Regions from separate parts of the Canis lupus genome. Here region 2 is linked to region 1. Evidence: chromatin contacts called from public Hi-C data. All regions are on one chromosome and are shown on one strand. Each heading gives the region's core, a stretch centred on a gene start, on an enhancer-like site or on the middle of the called end of the contact. The rest is flanking DNA. Distances are from core to core; before and after follow the strand shown.

The links. Hi-C and Micro-C count contacts between places; a contact is called where the count stands out from the background.
Region 2: a contact with region 1 is called in a Hi-C map of blood, with 4 times the contacts expected there. The contact joins the promoter of RER1 here to the enhancer-like site in region 1. A contact is called at or near these places in 2 of 9 Hi-C or Micro-C datasets (amygdala and blood).

What each region holds. Positions count from the first base shown.
Region 1 is chr5:57,609,097-57,612,517 of UU_Cfam_GSD_1.0, reverse strand. No RefSeq gene overlaps it. Among named protein-coding and RNA genes, the nearest start is that of SKI, 10 kb to the left of the region's middle. Within about 2 kb of position 1,682, at least 13 of the 20 cell types and tissues checked have an H3K27ac peak or open chromatin away from gene starts, as enhancers often do. A contact at or near this core is called in blood, where this site is marked.
Region 2 is chr5:57,752,237-57,755,657 of UU_Cfam_GSD_1.0, reverse strand. It overlaps RER1 (protein RER1), which reads right to left and starts at 1,838. Exons shown (of 7, transcript XM_038537697.1): 1 at 1,658-1,838. MORN1 (MORN repeat-containing protein 1) reads left to right here and starts at 1,782. Exons shown (of 15, transcript XM_038537691.1): 1 at 1,782-2,156; 2 at 3,226-3,297. The coding sequence starts at 2,081.

The sequences.
Region 1 (3,421 bases), core at 433-2,932:
GCCTCCTGGGGTGGGGAGGGGCATCGCACACCCCAACGGTGACGGACCAGGCAGGGGACAGGGAAAGGACAGAGGGGAAGACATCCTGAGAGTCCCATGAGGCGGAGGTAGCGCAGGAGGGTGAGGGGCAGAGTGCCCATTCCTCCGAGGCTCCCTGAGGTGCTCCCTAGAAAACGTTGGATGATTTATGGAGGTTCTCTCAGCACCTGGCTGGTGGAGGTAGCCAGGACTGCATACTAGGGCCTGGCCACAGCACCAGGCCCCTCCCGGGCCCTCTCCCGCACCAGGAGGACCCAGGCCTGTCATCTCCCACCCTGGGCCCAGAGCCCAGGCCCCTCTCTCCAGGAGGCAAGGCCGCAGGCTCCTCTCCCTGAAAATTGTAAATTGTAAATCAGAGACACACTTGGTTCCCCGAGCAGGCCCCCTCCCGCCCTCCTGCCTCCTGCCGTCATTCCTGGCAGGCCTGTGAGTGAGCTCACTCATTACATAAGGCATGTGAGCTATTTCTTGGGGGAATGAGCTCCCCCTGCACGGGGCTTATTTCCCCCTCCTGCTCCAACCACCAGCCACCAGCAGCCAAGGGGATCTGGGCCTAAGAGGCGAGACCCTCATGTTCCCAGGGCCTTCTCGCCTGATGCAGGGAGAGGAGCTGCTCAGCCCAGGCCCCAGCCCCTACCCCTCTAAGAACCAGACATCTTCCGAAGACCAGGGACTGTGGGTCCTTGGGCAGTAGGAGAAGCATCCTGCAGGGCATCCTCACTCAGCCCCACCCCCGCCGCAGGAATAAAGGAAGGGATTTCCCCAGGGCAAGAGTGCTTGCTGCCCCTAAGGTCATCACCCCAGGTAGAGCACAGGCTCTCTCTCCTCTCTCCCGGGATTGGGAGTCACCCCCACAGGTACCCATCACTCTGTGCTCTTGGCTCCCTTAAGGACACCTGGGTCATCCATGGGCCCCAAGCCCAAAGACAGTTCAACCAGGACTTGTGCTCTTGGGAGGAACAGTAGCTACATTTCACTTTGGTCAGAACAGAGTGCCCAGCCTCTGCCCCCAGTGAGGGCCACCTGGAGGACAGGAGCCCCCATGGGTACAGTCAGGTTTCCTGGACGTGGGCACCAGCCTGGGGAGCCCATCACGGCTGCAGGGGCTCCTCCCGACTCTCTGTCTTCCACCGTTGGAGGACAGGGGCCCAGGGACCTTGGACCCCCTACCTCATTTCTGGGAAGGGGACTGAGGGTGACCCGCAGAGGACACGGCTGAAGGGACACCCAGGCAGGGGGTGCGGGGCATAGCGGGGCGGTGAGGGGCAGGGCAGGGCACTGCCCCGCTTGGGAGGAGAACTGGTGGCTAGGGGCTGGGGGCCTCCCTGCCCCTGGGTGGGGGCGGCCGTGGGCCTGGACGGGGTGGGAGGCCCTCAGTTTCCTCTTGCCTTGAAGGCAAAGGCGGGAGGAAACCCAGCCGAGCGAGTCCCAAGCTAATGGTCCCCTGCCCCCGCCCAAGGTGCCCGTGCTTGGGACTTCCAGACGGCTCTGCCAGGCCAGGGCTCACCGCGCCCTGCTTGGGGACAAAGCTCCCGGGGCTGCGGGGACACCGGGAGCCGGAAACGCCGCGGCCCCTCCCCGGCCCCCGCCCGGGGGCCTCTGTCCCCGCGAGAAACAAGACCACGGCTTCTTTCTTTTCAGAGACTCGAGTTCTTGGAACGCACACCCTCTTGGGTTTGCTATTTTTACCCGCCCCAGCCTTCCGGTCTCCATGGCGACGCCTCCAAACAGCAGATTCCAGGCGGCAATGACGTCACCTTTCCCCTTCCTGCCGCCCAGGCCCCCAGGCCCTGCCGCGCTGGACCCCATTTCACGCCTCCTGCCTCCCGGGTGTCCCAGGCTGAGCGCCCCCCACCAGGGGCCGCTCCTGTCTCCCCCTCAACCCAGGGACTGCTCCAGTCCCTCCCCACCCAGGGGCCACTCCTGTCCTCCACCCCCTCACCCAGGGGCTGGCTGCTCTTGTCCCCTGTTCCCCCCATCTAGGGGCCGCAGGCGTGCTGGGGCTGCTCGTGTCCCCTGCTGGCCCAGGCAGCTGTGCCTGCAGCGGCCGAGGCCCTCTCCCTCCCCTCAGAGCGGCTGTGCTGGAGCCCCGTGGCAGAGGGCACAGGCCCAGGGGCGGCCCTCCCTCCAGCTCCGGGATCCCTGCCATGCTGGCTGCCCTGTGGGAGCTGCCGCAGGCCTAGCGGCTGGGGAGGCAGGGGCAGGCCGGCGCCAGGCCTTGCTGGCTGCCGGGGCAGCCGCCTGTCTGGCCTGGGAAGCCCCTGTGGCTTCCTCATCAGAAACCGGTGACCATGGCAGAGGGCCTCGGAGGTGGCTGGAGGGCCTGGAGGGGCTGCCGAGCCCCTGCTGCTGTGCCCATGGGCATCTGGCCCCCTCCTGCTCAGTGGTGGCCCTGTCCAGGCCTGTCCTGGGCCACAAGCTCAGCACCTTGGTCCTGAGCAGACAGCTGAACTGCATGGCAGTGGCCTGGTGCGGGGCCCAGGTCCCCTATGGTCAGTCCACAGGCTGGAGCTGTCTGGACCACTCTCTACCCAGCCTGAGGTCTGAACTCAGTCCCGACCAAGTACGAGGACACCTGGGGCTGGGCGGCCATCCGCGTTTGATGGGGATGGGGTGGGAGTGTGGGCTACCAGTGACCTGACCTACTCCCCCACCCCGGAGGAACACCTCACCCTGGGGGCTTGCTCCCTTTGTGCTGTGGACTCACTTTCCCCAAAGTGGCTGAGAAGTATCCTTGGTGGCTTGCAGGGTAGGAAATGCAGCTGGGGGGAGCGTCGCACTCCGATGGGGGCCAGCAGGCCATGGGCTTGCTCAGGCCCACTGCGGTGCCTCCTGGGAGCAAGTGGAGTTTGCTCCTCCCCATCACCCCAAGGAGCGACAATGAAATAAACCCAGGCCCTACCCCCCGCAGCCCCCCCTTCTCTGAGAGCAGACACTGAACTCGGCATTCAAGGAGGGTGTGGAGCAGGCAAGCCAGAGGGGACATGGGGGGGCATAGGCCCTGGCCCAGGCCAGCCGGGGAATCAGGGCCACACTCCATCCTGCAGTATCCAATAGGACAAAGAAGATGCTTAGACGCTATGTTGTTAGCTGCCGTCTCTGCTCCCAGAAACGGCCTTGAAAGAAGGTGGTTTCGAGGCTCACATTCCTGTCCTCCTGCTCCATTTGAGGTACGAAGCCCCAACTCGCCTCTGTCTGACGTGGGCAGGCACACTCGCAGGCCTGGGCACGAGGCAGGCAGGTGGGCGGCCCTGTCTCCGGAGCCCCGCACAGACGCATTCATGGGAGGTGTGCAGAGAAGCTGCAGCCCCGGGCAAGCCTTTGGAGCAGCCCCACCCTCAGGAGCCCTGCTGGCCCCGGGTGGTGTCCGGGGCACGGTGGT
Region 2 (3,421 bases), core at 589-3,088, 140 kb before region 1:
GCAGATGAATCACGGCCCTGGGCCCCATGTCTCCAGGAGGTGCGTTTTTACACCTGGGTGAGAGGATCCTATATTGTATGAGATTCCCTGGGATGGCCACAGCCTCCCTGTCTGGGCCAGAGACAGGCCAGCAGAAAGCTACATCAGTGATACTCCTTGTCCTGGGGATCTTCACAATTTTCTTCTTTTATTTAGGACCAAGCGTTCACCATGAAAATGCTTTTACTTGAACAGAAACAGGAAAAACTGTCACAGAGGACACGCCTGGTGAGCCCTGGACCCATGCACTCTAGCTGGAGACGTCCGTGGCTTTTAGATGAACGTCCTGCCAGCTGCTGATTGACAAGCAACACATACATCGTTGCATGGCCTCCGCTGTCACAGAGACTTGAAGCACGCCAACACCAACTCCGGAGTCAAGCTGTCCCCTTCTGGAGTCCGGTTCCATCGCTTCCTATAGCGGTGTGGCACAAGCGACCCTTCATTCCAAGCTGCGACATGGGGCGACAGCATCTGGGCACCATCCTCAAAGGGTCCTTGCAGGGACCCGGCTGTGAGCCCCGAGAACCTGGCACCCCGGGACTGAGAGGCCTCCTCCGAAGCGCGGCCATGCCTGTGGGTTGGGGCCAGGCTCCCCCCAGCTCCTCCCACTGCGATCCCCTTCCCTCTGCTCCGTCTGAGGATCACCTTTTCGGAAAGGCCGCCCTGTCATCCATCCCCAGGTCACATCACCTTGTCTTTACTTTATGTAACCAACCTTTTCCGACCTTCCTAGTGTTTCTTTATTTCCTATTAGAGCGGGGGGGAACCTTGTCTGGGCCACGGTTGCGTCCTGCCCCCTAAAAAGGCCTGCTACACAGAAGGTACCAGTCAACTACCTGTTGGATATAAGTGCTTTATGCTCAATCACAAACAAAACAGTCAAAAACAAAACACAGGCGTCCCAAGGAAAGTCCGCGAGCGTCACGCCTGAAGCCGCGCACGAATCTCTGTGGGCCCCGTCCGGGCCCCCGGCCCCAGCACACAGCAACCGCGGCATTTCCAGAGCCCGGCTGGGCATCCGGGTCATCCACTCGCTCCTCCTCCCAGGCCCACCTGCAACCTCGGCGCCGCTCCCTCCGCTCAAATGCCCTTCCGCACGTCACTCACTGGCTCTCGGCGACTCCCGCCTGCGGACACGGCCGCCCTGAGGTCTCCCCGGCCCTGACCTCCCCGCCCTCCGGGACCTGCTGGCTCAGGCTCTTTCCCCGCCGAGGGCAAGACCAAGTCCACGGGAAAACTTCGGGCTCCCGGCCGCCCGGACTCGGAGGACACGAGGGAGCGGAGCCGACGGCGGCCCCCGGACGAGGGCGGCTGCGGGGGCCCGAGAGCCTGGGCTGCTGCGGCCGCAACCTGCGGCGTTCCTGAGATCACCTTGAGCGGCCGCACTCCCACCCAGACCCCGCAGACCAGCCCCGGGACCGAGCAGGGACCCGACGGGGAAGGGCGGACGTCCGCCCGCGAGCCGGAGGGTGGCAGCCGACCCCTCCCGGGCCGCGCCCGCGGGCGGGGGCGGAGGGCGGTCCCTGCGCGCCCCCGGGGGCCCCGAGACCCCGCGACCCCAGCCCCGCGCCCGCCCCGCGCCCCGCGCCCCGCTCCCAGCCCCGCCCGCCCGGACCCCTGACGCCGCCGGCACCTCGCCGCTCCCTGCGGCCGAGCGCGGTCTCCGAGGGCCGCGGGAAGGAGGACGCGGGCAGGCGGCCGCGCCGGCGCTTCGCACGGTCCGGGAAGGGCCAGCCGAATACTTCCGCTCTGTCCCGTGCGGCACCGCCTCCGGAGCCTCCAAGATGGCCGTCGGGGCGGAGCTAGGAGCCTCCAACCATTTCCGCTTCCGGTGCAGGTGCCCGGGCCGTTGGCGGGGCGGTCCCCTCGACGGAAGGGACGTCAGCGGCGGAAACGCGCCGTGCTGCGCATGCGTCCTTGTGTCTTCGGGCTCCGGGCCGGCAGAACTCCAGTCCAGAGATTGCTACCGCCCGGGGACTGACCCACCAGCCAATGGAGGAGAGCTTTGCTGGTTGCTAAGGAAACGTGAAGCGGCAAGATGGCAGCCGCGGGCGGAGGGAACCCGAGCTCCAGTCGGTCGTCCCGGGACCCGCGGAGGAGGCCGCCGCGGGACGGTAATGGCTGCAGGCGGGGGCCGGGTCTCCGTCCGCGATGGGGGCGGGGGGAGACGGGCCTCGAGCACCCCGGCAGTCCCCGAGGGCTCTGGGAGGAGCGGCGGGCGCTGCTCGTAGATCCACACGATCGTGTCCGGGGCGGGGGGAGCCCCGGGGAGCCCCAGCCTCTCCGTGGACGATACGGGAGTCTGGCGACCACGCTGTCCACGTCCCGCCGTGGACACGGGCTGGTGGGGAGGGGGCCCGCCTTCCCGGGAACCGCCGGGCTGGCTGTTGCAGGCGTGGACTTTGTGCGGAGGGGACCCGACGCCGCAGCTCAATGCCTGCGGAGGGACCCCAGGGCTGACTCCTTCCCCTCGCCTGCACTCCGCAAATGCCGCCCCTCTACACGCCGCGGCCTCTCGGGGCCCCGGGCTCCCGCATCCCGCACCCCCCCCCCCGCGCCCCAGTGTCCGGGGTCTCGCATCCTGCAGCCCCCAGTACCCCTCCCCAGTGCCCGGGCTCACGCATCCCGTACCCCTCTCAGTTCCCCGGGCTCCCACATCCCGCATCCCCTCCCAGTACCCCAGCTCAAGCATCCTGCACCCCCCTCAATGCCCGGGCTCCCGCATCTTGCACACCCCACTCAGTGCCCAGGCTCCTGCATCCCTCACCACCCTGCAGTGCCTGGGCTCCCGTATCTAGCGCCCCCTCCCAGTGCCCGAGCTCAAGCATCCTGCACACGCACACACACCCGTGCCCCCACTTAGTGTCTGGGCTCCTGCATCTTGCACCCCCCACCAGTGCCTGGGGTCCTGCATCTTGTACTACCCCCCACTCAGTGCCCGGTTCCCGCATCTCACATTCCCCAGTGCTCCTCCTCAGTTCCCGGGCTCCTGCATCTCACACCCCCTTCCAGTACCCAGGCTCCTGTATCTTGCATCCTCCCCCCTCAGTGCCCGGTCTCTTGCATCCTGCACCCCCTCCCAGTGTCTGGGCTCACGCATCCTGTAACCCCCACTCGGTGCCCAGTCGTCAGCCAGGTCACCTGTGGCACCATGTGCTCACCATCCATCTTTTCAACATTCAGGGTATGGTGTCTACGTGTACCCGAACTCTTTCTTTCGATATGAAGGAGAATGGAAAGGAGGAAAGAAACACGGTGAGAACTGTCTCTGGCCTGTTCCCACAGCTGCCCCTTGCACCGACAGCCCATGTCCTTGGGGAGCCTGGGCCCCCATACCTCCTCTCACTGGTGCCCACCAAAGGCCATTCCCTGTAGTGGG